2 separate regions of the Capra hircus genome follow, and region 1 is linked to region 2. A link is a contact called in public Hi-C data. All regions are on one chromosome and are shown on one strand. Each heading gives the region's core, a stretch centred on a gene start, on an enhancer-like site or on the middle of the called end of the contact. The rest is flanking DNA. Distances are from core to core; before and after follow the strand shown.

The links. A called contact is a pair of places that touch in the nucleus more often than the background predicts.
Region 1: a contact with region 2 is called in a Hi-C map of blood, with 17 times the contacts expected there. The contact joins two enhancer-like sites. A contact is called at or near these places in 2 of 5 Hi-C or Micro-C datasets (blood and liver).

The regions. Positions count from the first base shown.
Region 1 is chr3:107,133,426-107,140,673 of ARS1.2, reverse strand. No RefSeq gene overlaps it. Among named protein-coding and RNA genes, the nearest start is that of FCRL5, 120 kb to the left of the region's middle. Within about 2 kb of position 3,828, at least 1 of the 5 cell types and tissues checked has an H3K27ac peak or open chromatin away from gene starts, as enhancers often do.
Region 2 is chr3:106,390,901-106,397,885 of ARS1.2, reverse strand. No RefSeq gene overlaps it. Among named protein-coding and RNA genes, the nearest start is that of ETV3, 17 kb to the right of the region's middle. Within about 2 kb of position 4,510, at least 2 of the 5 cell types and tissues checked have an H3K27ac peak or open chromatin away from gene starts, as enhancers often do.

The DNA of each region.
Region 1 (7,248 bases), core at 2,579-5,078, 740 kb before region 2:
CCAATAGGCACTTTTCCATGTACCAAATGTTGACTCTTCCTCTCTGTCCCTCCTGATAGTCCCAGTCTGGGTCTACGTCCGGAATAGCAGCTGCTCCAGGTGGCCAGGCAAGGTCTGCTGGGTTAGCTAGATGTTTTTGGTCAGCCACCACTTTTGCCGCAGCCCAAATGGCCTTTCTCTACTCTGGGGTAGTGGTGGACCCCAGAATGACAAATACGTCCTGCCAGGTGAGGGCATAAGACTGAGGCAGCTGGGTGAAGTTTTTGATGTAGTTAGAGGGGTTGGCCGAACAGGAGCCTAGCCGTTGTTAAATATGGGCAAGATATTGGAGTGAAAATGGCATGTGGACATGGGTGAGACCCTTCGGGCCGGCCACCTGGAGGAGAGGAAGCAGGGGAACTGGCGGTAGATTGGGAGTGGTCTGGGACCTTGTGTGTGAGCTGACTGGTGAGTCAGAAAGGGGTGGGCATGGAGGAAGGGATGGATATCGAGGCGGAGCCAAGGGAGCGGCGGGAGGTGTAGTCATGAGGGGGCTGGGCTGTGAGGGCGATGGGGGAGGGGTGGATATGGAGGAAGTCGGTGAGGGCGATAGAGGGGAAGTTGGTGTAGCGGAGGTTGGTGAGGCAGGGCACGAAGGAAGGGGGTAGATATAGAGGTGGAGTCGAGGGAGTGGCGGGAGGCATAGTCACAGGGGGGCTGGGCTGTGAGGATGATGGCCTTTTTGGTGGTGTAGGGAGAAGGCAGTGGCACCCCACTCCAGTACTCTTGCCTGTAAAGTCCCATGATGGAGGAGCCTGGTGGGCTGCAGTCCATGGGGTCGCTAGGAGTTGGACACAACTGAGCAACTTCACTTTCCCTTTTCACTTTCATGCATTGGAGAAGGAAATGGCAGCCCACTCCAGTATCCTTGCCTGGAGAATCCCAGGGACGGGGGAGCCTGGTGGGCTGCCATCTTTGGGGTCACACAGAGTCAGACATGACTGAAGCGACTTAGCATTAGCATTAGCATTAGGGCTAGGAAGGGCCATGGTTAGAAGAATTTCAGAAGGGGAACAGTGGGTATATAGGGTGGGACGGGAGCACAACAGAGAGAAAGCCTGTACATAGGGTACCTCAGACCATTTTCCCGTCCTCCAGCAGTAATTATCTAATTCATGAAGGATGTTAAAATCTAAAGTTCCGGTTGGCGGCCATTGTGAGCTGTTACCTAGAGAATATTGGGGCCATGCCTCAGAACAGAGGAAGGTTAAGCGTTTGGAGCAAATTTCCCAGAGATATGTAGAGTTCTGAGGTTGACGAGTAAACTTTCCAGTGGTGTAGACCAGGGTTGGTCGGCCTTGGAGGCAGCCGCCCCCATGGCAAATATGAAACAAAGGTCCTGGACCAATTGGTAGTGGGGTTGGGAGTGGTCCGGTCAGGTGTCCTCTAATGGGCCGTCAACCCAGCGAGGTGAGGAGAGGGCCACTCAGCCAAGATGGACGCCTCCAAGTTGACTGGCACCGAGGAATAGCAGGCCTGGTCTGCGGAAGCAGGGGTCCAGATGCGGCTGTGATTTAAAAAGACCAAGACACCCTAGGAATAATCACAATGGGAGCAACACTCCCCCAGAACCTGACTGGTGGAACTTAGCCTGTATCCTGACAGACGGTCGGATGGTCCTGACGGGGTGGCGGGATGACCTGTTCAGGCGCAGGCGAGACCCGAGGGGATGGGCCACAAATCCCATTTGTCGCGGGATGGGCCCTCTCCTTGAGCCCCATGCTGGGCTCCAAATGTTAAGTAAAAGACGACCAGGACACCAAAAAGAGTGTCTAACAGGCTTTAATGGAGAAGTGCTACCTGGCGGGGTACCCAGACCCAAACAAGGCAGGTTGAGGAAGTCCACGCCGAGACTGTTTTAGGGGTGGTTATATATGTTCCTGTGGTCATGTATGGATGTGAGAGTTGGACTGTGAAGAAGGCTGAGCACCGAAGAATTGATGCTTTTGAACTGTGGTGTTGCAGAAGACTCTTGAGAGTCCCCTGGACTGCAAGGACATCCAACCAGTCCACTCTGAATGAGATCAACCCTGGGATTTCTTTGGAAGGAATGATGCTAAAGCTGAAGCTCCAGTACTTTGGCCATCTCATGCGAAGAGTTGACTCATTGGAAAAGACTCTGATGCTGGGAGGGATTGGGGGCAGGAGGAGAAGGGGACGACATGGCTGGATGGCATCATGGACTCGATGGATGTGAATCTGAGTGAACTCCGGGAGATGGTGATGGACAGGGAAACCTGGCATGCTGTGGTTCATAGGGTCGCAAAGAGTCGGACACGACTGAGCGACTGAAATGAACTGAACTGAACTGAACTGATATATGTTCGTTGTGATGGATGCTCTGGCAAGATCGCCAAAAAAGGTATGGTTAATAGATGGGGGTTCGGATAGGTTGTTCGGTCGAGGTGTTGCAGTCTGATAGGTCCTTTACACGGCTGGGATGGGGATTGTTTTAGCTGGAGAAGTGTGCTGTCATTGGTCAGGATCTGGAAGGATCCTTCCCTTAGGGACTTTCCTGCTGTCTGGAGAGAGGCTGCCCATCATGGCCTCCAGGGTCCGGCCTTACAAGGGGGTCCCCTCTCCCTCCCTCCTGGACTTCTGGCCCTGCTCCTCGGTCTCCCCAGCTCCTCTCTCACCGCGTCCTCCTCTGTCCTTGGCAGGCCGGAGCCCCAGCCCCAGCCCTGCCCCCCAGTGCTCTCAGCTCTCCCCCTGCCTGGCACTCCCACTGCTGTGGGAGGGCCCAGCAGCTCCCTGCCCTGGCCTGGCCCCTGGGAGCCCCTGTGGGGCAGGGGAAGCTCGGCTTCTGGGATTTCCTGGGCCTCTGGCCAGCAGGAAGTCTGCTCTTGAAGAGGTGAGTCTTGTTCTGGCCTCAGGCCAGCTATTCAGCCAGACCAAAGTTCAGGGGAGGCGCGTGGGGACTCCTGCTGATCTCTACTCTTCAATTTCGAGCTTCAGGCCTCAGAGGCCCGGAGAGCACCCCCAGGTCAGGGTGGGGACCGGTCGGAGGCACTGGAGGGTGGTGAGGGAGACTTGCATCACCCCAAGCTGGATTCGGCCCCCCAGGCTGTGGAGCAGTGAGGAGGGGGCTCTCTGGACGTCTCTCCTCTCCCTGCTGGTTGTGTGTGCCAGGCGGGTGTGGCCTGGGCACAGCCTTGATAAGGGGCTGCAGCAGCGCCGCCCCAGCCCTGTGGGCTCCTGGGTGGCCCGGAGCAGAGCGGTGTTCGCGCAGAGTCCACATCCTGCTTGTCCTGGTCCTGACACTTCCAGGAACCAGAGGCAGGAAAGGAGGTGCCTGGAAGCCTTTCTCTGATGCCTCAGTCTCCCCTCCCGGGGCTGTGGCTGATGAAAGGGGATAAACTCTGCGAGTCAGGGTAGGGGGAGAGGCAGTCTCCTTTCCCAGGGGCTCTGGCGGGCAGAGGCCCCCCTCCTCTCTGAATCTCTCTTCAGCCCTTACTCCGAGGTTGCCCTGTTCCCTGGCTCCAAATGAGCCCCCGGGGACCCCTCAGCAGCAAACACAACAGGGGAAGAGCAGGAGCCAGCCCCGGGGGAGCAGGGTAGACAACACGGGTGAGGCGCACACTCCACGCCGCCCCACCAGCGCCCGCAGCGCCCCTCCGCGCCTCCCACTCCCCCGGCCCGCAAAACCCGGGGGCGTCCCCTTTTCAGAGCTCTTCTTCAGGCCGGGCTGTCTCTCCCCACAGCTCGGGCAGAGGTAAGAAGGGTGGGGGAAGGCGGAGAGAGAGGAGTGATCCGGAGGTTAGTTGAGACAAAGCGGGCAAGCCTGGGTGGGAAGGAACCACCGGGGCCGGAGCTGGGGTCCGAGTCAGGTGCGGGCAATCCCGAGGAGCCGCGTGGGGAGTTTCCAGGGATGAAGGGAGACGCTGCGCGCTGGGCCGGCGCCCCCTGGTGGGCAGTGCTGCAGCGGCAGCCACCCCGTCTCTGACCCGCTGTTGTGGCCACCTGGCTGGTCTTTCCTGGACGTCTGGACAGAGTGGAGGCCACAGCCCTGCACAGGACCCAGGCAGGGTCCTCACTAGCAAGAGCTGGGTTTGAGAAGCTGCGCAGGAACCAGGGTCTATTCTAGTGCCCGTCAACCCTGTCCACCTCGTTTTCTCATCTGACCAGCAAGTGGTGGATCATCACCCAGATCTTCCAGGCCCCTTCTGGCAGGGGCGTTGTGAGGGTCCAGGTCTACATGGACCTGACCTGGCTCCCTGTTTCTGCGCTGATCTCAAACTCTCTTAACGTTCTTGCCTCAGCCACACTGGCCTCCTATTCCTGGAACACACCAGGCACAGGTCCCCCCAAGGGCCATTACAAGAGCTGTCATCTCTGCCATGAAAACTATTCCTTAAGATGTCCACTCCATCATCTCCTCCCACTCTTTCCTCAGAGGTCTTCTCTTTGACGAAGCCTGTTCTGACCTCCTGATGTAAAACTGAAACCACGCTCCTGAGCCTTATCCCCTAACACACTACACCATGTCCTTATTTATCATGACTGTTGTGTAGTGTCCTTCTCCTTCTACTGGAATGATGAAGATAGAAGTTTTGTTGGATTCATCCGTGGATGTATCCTAAGCACTTGGAGCACTGGTATACCATAGGGGCTCATTAGGACTCCCCTCTGTGGCTCAGCTGTAAATAATCTGCCTGTAATGCAGAAGATCCTGGAGATGCGAGTTTGAGCCCTGAGTCAGGAAGATCCCCTGGAGGAGGAAATGGCAACCCCCTCTGTATTCTTGCCTAGAAAATCCCATGGACAGAGGAGCCTGGTGGGCTACAGTCCATGGGGTCACAGAGTCTGACATCACTGAGCAACTGAGTACAGCACAGCACACAGGGGCTCATTAATATATGTAGAAGGAACCAGTGTACCATGGAAGGGGGTCTGTGGTGGGGGCAGACAGGTCTACCTCAAACAGCTTATGTTTCATGCAGAGATGTGGTTGTGCTACTGACAATATAATTGGGTCTTGTTGAAAGGATCACATTTCTGATGGTCTACCGAAGTGGGGAAGTGGAGACGAAGGTGAGGGCTCATGGGAAAAACAGAACATAGCTTATCTCCTGCACACATTGTACCACAAGCTGGCATCTGGCTCACCTACATCAGCAGTTCCCAGTGTGCTCCATCAGTGTGCTCCAGACCAGCAGTTCTGAGAAATACTTCCCAAGGAGGGAGATGGGGCACAAATTCAGAAAACTTTGGGAAATGTACAGACTGGTCCCTTCTGAGATAGTCACAATCCCTACTCCTGTGGGAACATCAGTTTAAATTCTTTAATCTGGTATGTCACAACATACATAACCTTGGGATTCCACGTTCCTTCTTATTTTTTTCAAGCAAAAGCCTACCTGAGCTTTACTAAATTAGTGTCTGAGTCAAGTTATAACATACTTTGGAAAATGCCAGCTTGCAAGGTAAAGTTTAACTCTGAGCATGACATCCAAGTCTAATCTCAAACATGCCTGACATTTCACCCATTCCATGAAGTTCCCTATTTGCTTACAGGTCTTTTAGCTTCTCCTCCCACCCCACTCCCCATGGCTAAACTTCTTGTTGTTGTTGTGGTTCAGTCACTCAGTTGTGGCTGACTCTTTGTGACCCCATGGACTGCAGCATGCCAGGCTTACCTGTCCTTTCCTATCTTCCGGAGTTTGCTCAAACTCATGTCTGCTGAATCAGGGATGCCATCAAACCATCTCATCCTCTGTCGCACCCTTCTCCCCCTGCTCTCCATCTTTCCCAGCATGAAGGTCTTTTCCAGTGAGTTGGCTCTTTTCATCAGGTGGCCAAAGTATTGGAGCTTCAGCTTCAGCATCAATCCTTCTAACCAATATTCAGAGTTGATTTCCTTAGGATTGACTGGTTTGATCTCCTTGCTATATCCAAGGAGCTCTCAAGAATCTTCTTCAACACCATAGTTCTTCAGCACTCAACCTCCTTTCTGATCCAACTCTCATATCCATACATGACTACTGGAAAAACCATAGCTTCATCTGTACAGACCTGTGTTTGCAAAGTGATGTCTCTGCTTTTTAATACACAGTCTAGGTATGTCATACATTTTCTTCCAAGGAGCCAGTATCTTTCAGTTCAATTCAGTTCAGTCTCTCAGTCGTGTCCAGGTTTTTGTGACATGGATTGGCATGCCAGGCATCCCTGTACATCAAACTCATGTCTATTACGTCGGTGATGACATCCAACCATCTCATCCTCTCTCATCCCCTTCTCCTTCTGCCTTCAATCTTCTCCAGCATTAGGGCCTTTTCAAATGAATCAACTCTTCACATCAGGTGGCCAAAGTATTGGAGTTTCAGCTTCAACATCAGTCCTTCCAATGAACACTCAGGACTGATTTCCTTTAGGATGGACTGGTTTGATCTCCTTGCTGTCCTAGGGACACTCAAGAGTCTTCTCCTGCCGGGGTCCAGCCCCGGTGGATCCAGGGAATTTGAAGGTGGGGACGGTGTCAGCGTCTTTGGAAAAATACATATTTAATTGCAGATATAGAGAGAGATTAGAAACGGATAGTGTAGCAGAAAGATTAGTGGAGAAAAAGAGGCTGAATAACTTGGATTACGTGGAATAGCATCCATGCTCCAGATGGGAATTCAGCCAGAAAAATGGAAGCAAGAAAGAAGCGATATGGGGGAATCAGTCTTTCTGGAAACTGATCCGATTTCTTTATTTTGGGGTTTGCTTATATACCTTTTGTTACACATAGGGATGAATACAGAGTCATGTGGGGGTCAGCAGTTCTGACCTTTAACAAAATCAGGTGCTTCACATAAATGTATAAAAAAGGTCTTAGGAATATTACATTATCTTCTGGCCATGAGTGAGACCTGTTGACATTTTATGATCCTTTCTTTCTGATAACCAAAAAACTTATTTCTTCCAAGGGTATTTTTTCTTAAACCAGGCACCACCCTCCAAATAAAGTTACATACCTATAGGGTGAGGGTGTAGTGAGTTACAGTCAAGAAAGGAATTTATTTAACCCAAGGTTAACAAGATTAATCTTAAAGGTTAATACTTATTTCTCCTATATGCTTAAAAGTTAATGCTTATTTCTCCTATATGCTAGTTATATTCATTATAAGGGCAGGGAATATGGAGATTTCGCAGCAAACATCAGCCCAGCAAATGAAAATCCTTTCACCAATGCTCCCCTTAAGATCTATTTAGTCTTAAGATAGTGAT
Region 2 (6,985 bases), core at 3,261-5,760:
GCACTAGAATAGACCCTGGTTCCTGCGCAGCTTCTCAAACCCAGCTCTTGCTAGTGAGGACCCTGCCTGGGTCCTGTGCAGGGCTGTGGCCTTCACTCCGTCCAGACATCCAGGAAAGACCAGCCAGGTGGCCACAACAGCGGGTCAGAGACGGGGTGGCTGCCGCTGCAGCACTGCCCACCAGGGGGCGCCGGCCCAGCGCGCAGCGTCTCCCTTCATCCCTGGAAACTCCCCGCGCGGCTCCTCGGGATTGCCCGCACCTGACTCGGACCCCAGCTCCGGCCCCCGCGGTGGTTCCTTCCCACCCAGGCTTGCCCGCTTTGTCTCAACTAACCTCCGGGTCACTCCTCTCTCTCCGCCTTCCCCCACCCTTCTTACCTCTGCCCGAGCTGCGGGGTGAGACAGCCCGGCCTGAAGAAGAGCTCTGAAAAGGGGACGCCCCCGGGTTTTGCGGGCCGGGGGAGTGGGAGGCGCGGAGGGGCGCTGCGGGCGCGGGTGGGGCGGCGTGGAGTGTGCGCCTCACCCGTGTTGTCTACCCTGCTCCCCCGGGGCTGGCTCCTGCTCTTCCCCTGTTGTGTTTGCTGCTGAGGGGTCCCTGGGGGCTCATTTGGAGCCAGGGAACAGGGCAACCTCGGAGTAAGGGCTGAAGAGAGATTCAGAGAGGAGGGGGGCCTCTGCCCGCCAGAGCCCCTGGGAAAGGAGACTGCCTCTCCCCCTACCCTGACTCGCAGAGTTTATCCCCTTTCATCAGCCACAGCCCCGGGAGGGGAGACTGAGGCATCAGAGAAAGGCTTCCAGGCACCTCCTTTCCTGCCTCTGGTTCCTGGAAGTGTCAGGACCAGGACAAGCAGGATGTGGACTCTGCGCGAACACCGCTCTGCTCCGGGCCACCCAGGAGCCCACAGGGCTGGGGCGGCGCTGCTGCAGCCCCTTATCAAGGCTGTGCCCAGGCCACACCCGCCTGGCACACACAACCAGCAGGGAGAGGAGAGACGTCCAGAGAGCCCCCTCCTCACTGCCTCACAGCCTGGGGGGCCGAATCCAGCTTGGGGTGATGCAGGTCTCTCCCACCGTTCTCCAGTGCCTCCAACCGGTCCCCACCCTGACCTGGGGTTGCTCTCTGGGCCTCTGAGGCCTGAACCCCGAACCTGAAGAGTAGAGATCAGCGGGAATCCCCAGGCGCTTCCCCTGAACTTTGGTCTGGCTGAATAGCTGGCCTGAGGCCAGGAGCAAGGTTCCCCTCTCCAAGGGCAGACTTCCTGCTGGCCAAAGGCCGGGGAAATCCCAGAAGCCGAGCTTCCCCTGCCCACAGGGGCTCCCAGGGGCCAGGCCAGGGCAGGGAGCTGCTGGGCCCTCCCACAGCAGTGGGAGTGCCAGGCAGGGGGAGAGCTGAGAGCACTGGGGGGCAGGGCTGGGGCTCGGGCCTGCCAAGGACGGAGCTGGGGAGACCGAGGAGCAGGGCCAGGAGCCCAGGAGGGAGGGAGAGGGGACCCCCTTCACCCTTCACTTCTGGGTATCAGGCTGTATCACTGTTATCCTGCTCAGGAGAGAGGGTGAGGGCTGGGGGCACAGTGGAGGGGGGCAGCCAGGAGACACCGAGAGGTGGGTGCCAGGTTTGCCTGTCAGGACTAGGAGGAGGGGATCTGATCGTGATGGGCTGAGGTGGGGAGGAGACAGCTGGCAAGGCCCACTCTCCCCAACTGGTGGTCCTGTGGGAAGATGGGGAAGGGAGGAAGGAGGTAGTAAGAGTGAGGGGTTTCCACATGGCAGAAAGCAAAGCCCCCGCAGAAGAGAACGCAGCATGCAGAGGGTGGTGCTGGGCATTACAGTGGTTATTCTCGTCCTGTTTCCCTAGAGATCTCATTCGGGCCCCCTCACAACAGCTGTGGTATGTTCCTCCTCCAGCTCCCCCGCTGGGACCAGGCCCAGAATCTTCCCTGCAGTGAGCACCCCACCCGACATTCTGTCTCCCTCCTTTGCAGCTAACTGCCCCTGCTGACCAAACCTGAGCCTCCTCCTCCTCCTCCTCCTCCTCCTCCTCCAGGAAGCTCTCCTAGACTGACCTCCCCCATCCCTGCATTCCAGGGCTCCTCATCCCCACCACAACGGCCAGAAACCCTTTTCTGGCTCTGATAGGTGCCTGCATAAGTGTTCTAAACACTGTGGCTTCCTGGGTGTGCCTCATGTCTCCCATCAGTAACAAGTCCAGGGCAGGGACCCATCAGTAACAAGTCGAGAGCAGGGACCCATCAGTAACAAGTCCAAGGCAGGGACCTTGACATCAGGTCACAAGCCAGTCCATGTGGAGAGGGGGTGGGGAGCCACCTGTGGATTTTCATCGCTCCAAATCCTAATTAAAATGTCTCTCTCTCCATCACAACCTGCCCAAACCTGACCTGATATCTTCCCTTTCACCTACTTTCTTCTCAAACCCAAACCATCAGCCTCTCCCAACTTCCAGTTCTCGGCCAACTGGTCTACCCTTCTCCTACTCACTGAGGCTGGACACCTGGAGTCATCTTGACCCCTTCCTCCAACAGCCCAGATACAGGCTCACATCCAGCCCTGCCTTTTCCAGGGCTCCAACGCAGGTCACTTCACCTCATCTCAAGTCAGCAAGCATTCTTGATCACCTGCCAGGGCCTGACCACACAAAAGATGAGCAAGGCAGCAGCCCTCCCCCCAAGGGCGTCACCGTGCTGTTAGTCGCGCCGTAGTAAGTTCTATACTGGAAGCCCTGAGAGCTTTGGAGTCGGAGAGCTGCATTTCCACTGGAGACGTGAGGAAGGCAGCCTGGACTGTGTCTGTGCTTCCTTCATGGAAAGGACAAAGTTCTGCTCACCAGTGACTGGCTGGGGGACCTGGACAAGTTACTTCACCTCTGAGCCTTTGTTTCCGCAGCAACAATATGGGGATGGTAAACCCTTGCCGGATTTGGGAGGATTAGCTGTAATGATAGCTAACATTTATTAGTGCTTGTTAGGTACCAAGCCCTCTCCTAAGTGTTCTATAGGTAACAGGTCATCTTATCCTTACAGCCCCCTGTGAGACAGAGGACACAGTCATCCCTATTTTCAGATGAAGGAGCTAAGGCTCAGGGATGTTAAGTATATTGCCCAAGTGAGCCCAACGAAAAAGGACTGATGCCAGAATTTGACGCAAGACACTGTTTCATAATTTGGTCATACTCACCTGTGCAAGTTTATCTTCAAAATGATTGTAATAATTATTTTGTTAACAATAATTAATTGTAATATAACTTTTTTGAGAGTTCTACTCTGTTCTAGGCTCTATGAGGATGACTTGCATTTAATCCTCAGAACAACCTTGAATGGCAGATATTATCATATTGTGAGAAAATCAAGGCTCAGAAAAGTTAAGTAATGTCCCAGTCTTACAACCAGTTCCCTGGATAGTCAGGCTTTAACCCATATCTGTCCAACACCAGAGTTTTCTCTTCTGCCCAGCACCCTCCACGGCTCAGCCTGTCTGCTCACCCCCCAAGCTCACACAGTCACCACACGTGTTCACCATGTTTGTTAATGCTCACTCCCCACCAACTCTCCTCATCACCTCTGATTCACCCCCTCCACTTTTCAGATTCCCACCCACCATCACAGGCTCAGCGTCTCCATAAGCTGTTCACACTGAGTCATTGAAGCCCACCCTGGCTTCTCCCATACATCATGTTTGTGACATATATTTTGACACTTAACCATATTTAATTGGGCCTTCCCAGGTGGTGCTAGTGGTAAAGAATCTGCCTGCCAATGCAGGAGACATAAGAGACACAGGTTCAACCCTGGGTTGGGAAGATCCCCTGGAGGACGGTATGGCAACCCACTTCAATATTCTTGTCTGGAGAATTCAATGGACAGAGGAGCCTGGTGGGCTACAGTCCATAAGGCTGCGAAGAGTCAGACACAAATGAAGCAACTTAGCAGACATGCACATATTTAACTGAGAGTGTAATTATATATTATTTGGCATTGTCTTATAATTATCTAATATTTAGAAATCATACATCCCCAACCAGTGCAAAACTTCCTTGAGGGCGAGAAACTTAACGAAAATTCCCCTTCACTTATTCTGTCTCCTCCCCTCATCACTTCAGCAGATTGCTAGACACGCAGCAAGCGCTCCTTAAAGATGTGAAAGGCATTGAAGAGGCAGGAATTCCTAGATTATTAATCATCTTTGTATCTCACTGTAATGGAGGCATATCTATACAATCCGTAACCCTGGGCAGACAAGCATAAACCTCACCTGAAGGCAGCTTCTTCCTCATATTCTGGGAGCTGGGATCCTTTGAGGACTGATCGGCCAAGGCATAGCTTTACACTTCCCTCTCCACTGGCAGTGCCAGTTCCTTGCCCTCAGTGCCCTGGATGAGGGCACTAAGAGATTTTCCTGAGGGTAGGAGAGGAGTCATGGAGGAGCAGGGAGGGCACACGGGGCCCCTATCAGCTCTTCAGCCGGGTGTGCAGCTCTCTCGTGTCTCCGCGGTGACCCACACAATCACCGGGTTTCGTGAGCAGGTGACCCACACGCTGGCACAGCATCCAACCCTCAGCAGGTCCCCGCAGACGACGGTGAAAACAGCCTGGGCTCCTTCCTGGCTCTGCCACTTATGGGAGACGAGGAATGTGGGGGGAAATTCGTCAGCCTGTCTCAACAGGCTCCTAGCTCTACTTGTAGTTTCACCGTTTCCTCATGTGTGACGTGCAGATCCCCTTAGTGCTCCCCGCGGGGGGCACAGGAGATGCACACAATGCGGTGCCTGGCACGTTGTAAGCGCTCCACACCTGGCAGCCATCGTGGTGCTATTGTGATTATTGCTGAGGCAGGAGCCGATGGGAGCTGGGAATGCAGATGGAGCTGGAAAGAGCTGGAGGTTTGGCCTTGGGACCAGACGACTCATACCCATGGTCTAGAGATCAGGGACAGAGCTCCTACGGGTCCGGGCCTCCCGCCATTATTAATTACCCTTTCTCTCCTTCCACTTTTCTAATCATGCCTCTCCTGCCTCCTCAGCAAGGGCCACGCTCTATCTCTAGCAGTTTCCTTATCACGTCTTGAACATAAGCATTGCTTGTGTCTACTTCCGAAACTGCACAAAACATTTGCTGCCAGTCTCCCTCGCTCTGCCTTCCCATGTGCGTGCCTATCGCCTCCTCCAGGAGCCCTTCTTCGCTAGGCCTCTCTACTCCTCTCTATGATTCCAGGGGCACCCTTACCGTGCAATTGCTCAGACCTCACATAGTCATGGCTTGCTGCCTCCCCCACTCACTGAAGGAAGCAGATGCCATATCTTCGTCCTGAACGTAAATGCCTGAGGACAGACACCTGGCCCCTTTGAGATTCTCCCCTCCTCATTAGAATTCCTCTTCCTGAGCTATGAGCTCTGTGTAAGCCCACTCCTCTGTGCTCCATTTTCAAAGATAGTGTAACACAGCTGCTCCTTCTCACCTTCTTAGAGGGATTGACCATAACTCAGAAAAGAAGGCTGGCTGTCTGGGAATCAGGGTTCCAGAAAACCACAAGATAATCATGATTTAAATGTGCCTCTGTCCTCAGCAGCAAGGATGAAGGAACATCATGGTGCAGTAGAAAACTCCATCTGGAAAAGAGCCCCAAGAGAGTCAGATCTTCTCCTGGCATGTTGGGTGATCTGAGCAAAGAACTTCTCCGTGACTTACTTTTCCTGATTCGGGGCTCTGAATGTTGAGGCTGGTGCCTATCCATCCCAGACTGTGCATATGATTGGCCCTTTCAAGATTCCTTGGGCTTGGTGAAGCTTTTATTTGTTTACTTTCAAGCAGGAAAATAGAGCTGGCCCTAAGTGACACTGTCAAGATCTGAGATTATGTTTCACAGCCCTCCTTCCTGTTCTTTCAGCCCAGATCCCTTCCACCCGCTTCCGGTAGTCAGCAGGTAGAGAGAGGAAGACTTCCTCTCCCATATATTTCCTTCATTTATTTCCACCTCAACATGAAATGATTTGAGTAGTAGAGTCTTGCAGGAGTGAGGTGAGTTTCAGTCAATTGCCTTTCACAGGTAAGTTGAAATTCAGGCCTTAAATTTCTAACAGTATGTGATTGACTGTATTCTATATTCTAATAATCTCCAAGAATATTTAGATGGCAAGATCCTAAAGAGCCCTTTATCCCTGAAATTCCTTGTGCCCATTCAAAATATTGCAAATAAACTATACTAACATTTTGTTTGTATTTGATTTTGTTATCTATTGTTATATAATAAACCATCCCAGAAGGAGGGCATGGCAACCCACTCCAGTATTCTTGCCTGGAGAATCCCAATGGATAGAGGAGCTTGATGGGCTACAATCCATGGGGTTGCAAGGAGTCAGACACAACTGAAGCAACTTAGCACACAACACTCCCCACCCCCTCGCCAAATTTAGCTGTCTAAAACAAGAGCCATTTTATTATATCTCACAATTTTATGGATCAGGAACTTGGACAGGGCTCAGCTGGGTGATTCTTCTGCTCCATAAAACATTGAATGGAGTTACCCAGTGGTATTCAGCTGGGGGCTCAGCTCAGCTCAATGGTCCAAAATGATTTTCTCATATGTGTGGTATCTTGCCTGAGCAGCTGGAAAGACTGATCTTAGTTGGGAGCCTTTCTATTTCCATGTAGTTTCAGGGTCTTTGCACATGTTTTCTCTAGCAGAGGGACTGCACTTCCTAAATGGTAGATCAGAGGCCCAAGAGAAAAAGGTAGAAGCCGCAAATCTTCTCAAAGGCTAAACCCAGAACTCCCACAGTATCACTTCTGCTACACTCTGATGGCCAAAGCAGTTGGAGGCCAGCTAGCACTCAGGAGAAGGAGAAATAGATCCTATCTCTCCAGGAAGGAGTATCCGAGAATTTGTGGTCATCTTTAATCCACCACACAGAATAACCAGATGGGGACTCAGAAGGAAAGATGTGTGGGAGAGGAAATGAAGGACCTGGGATAGA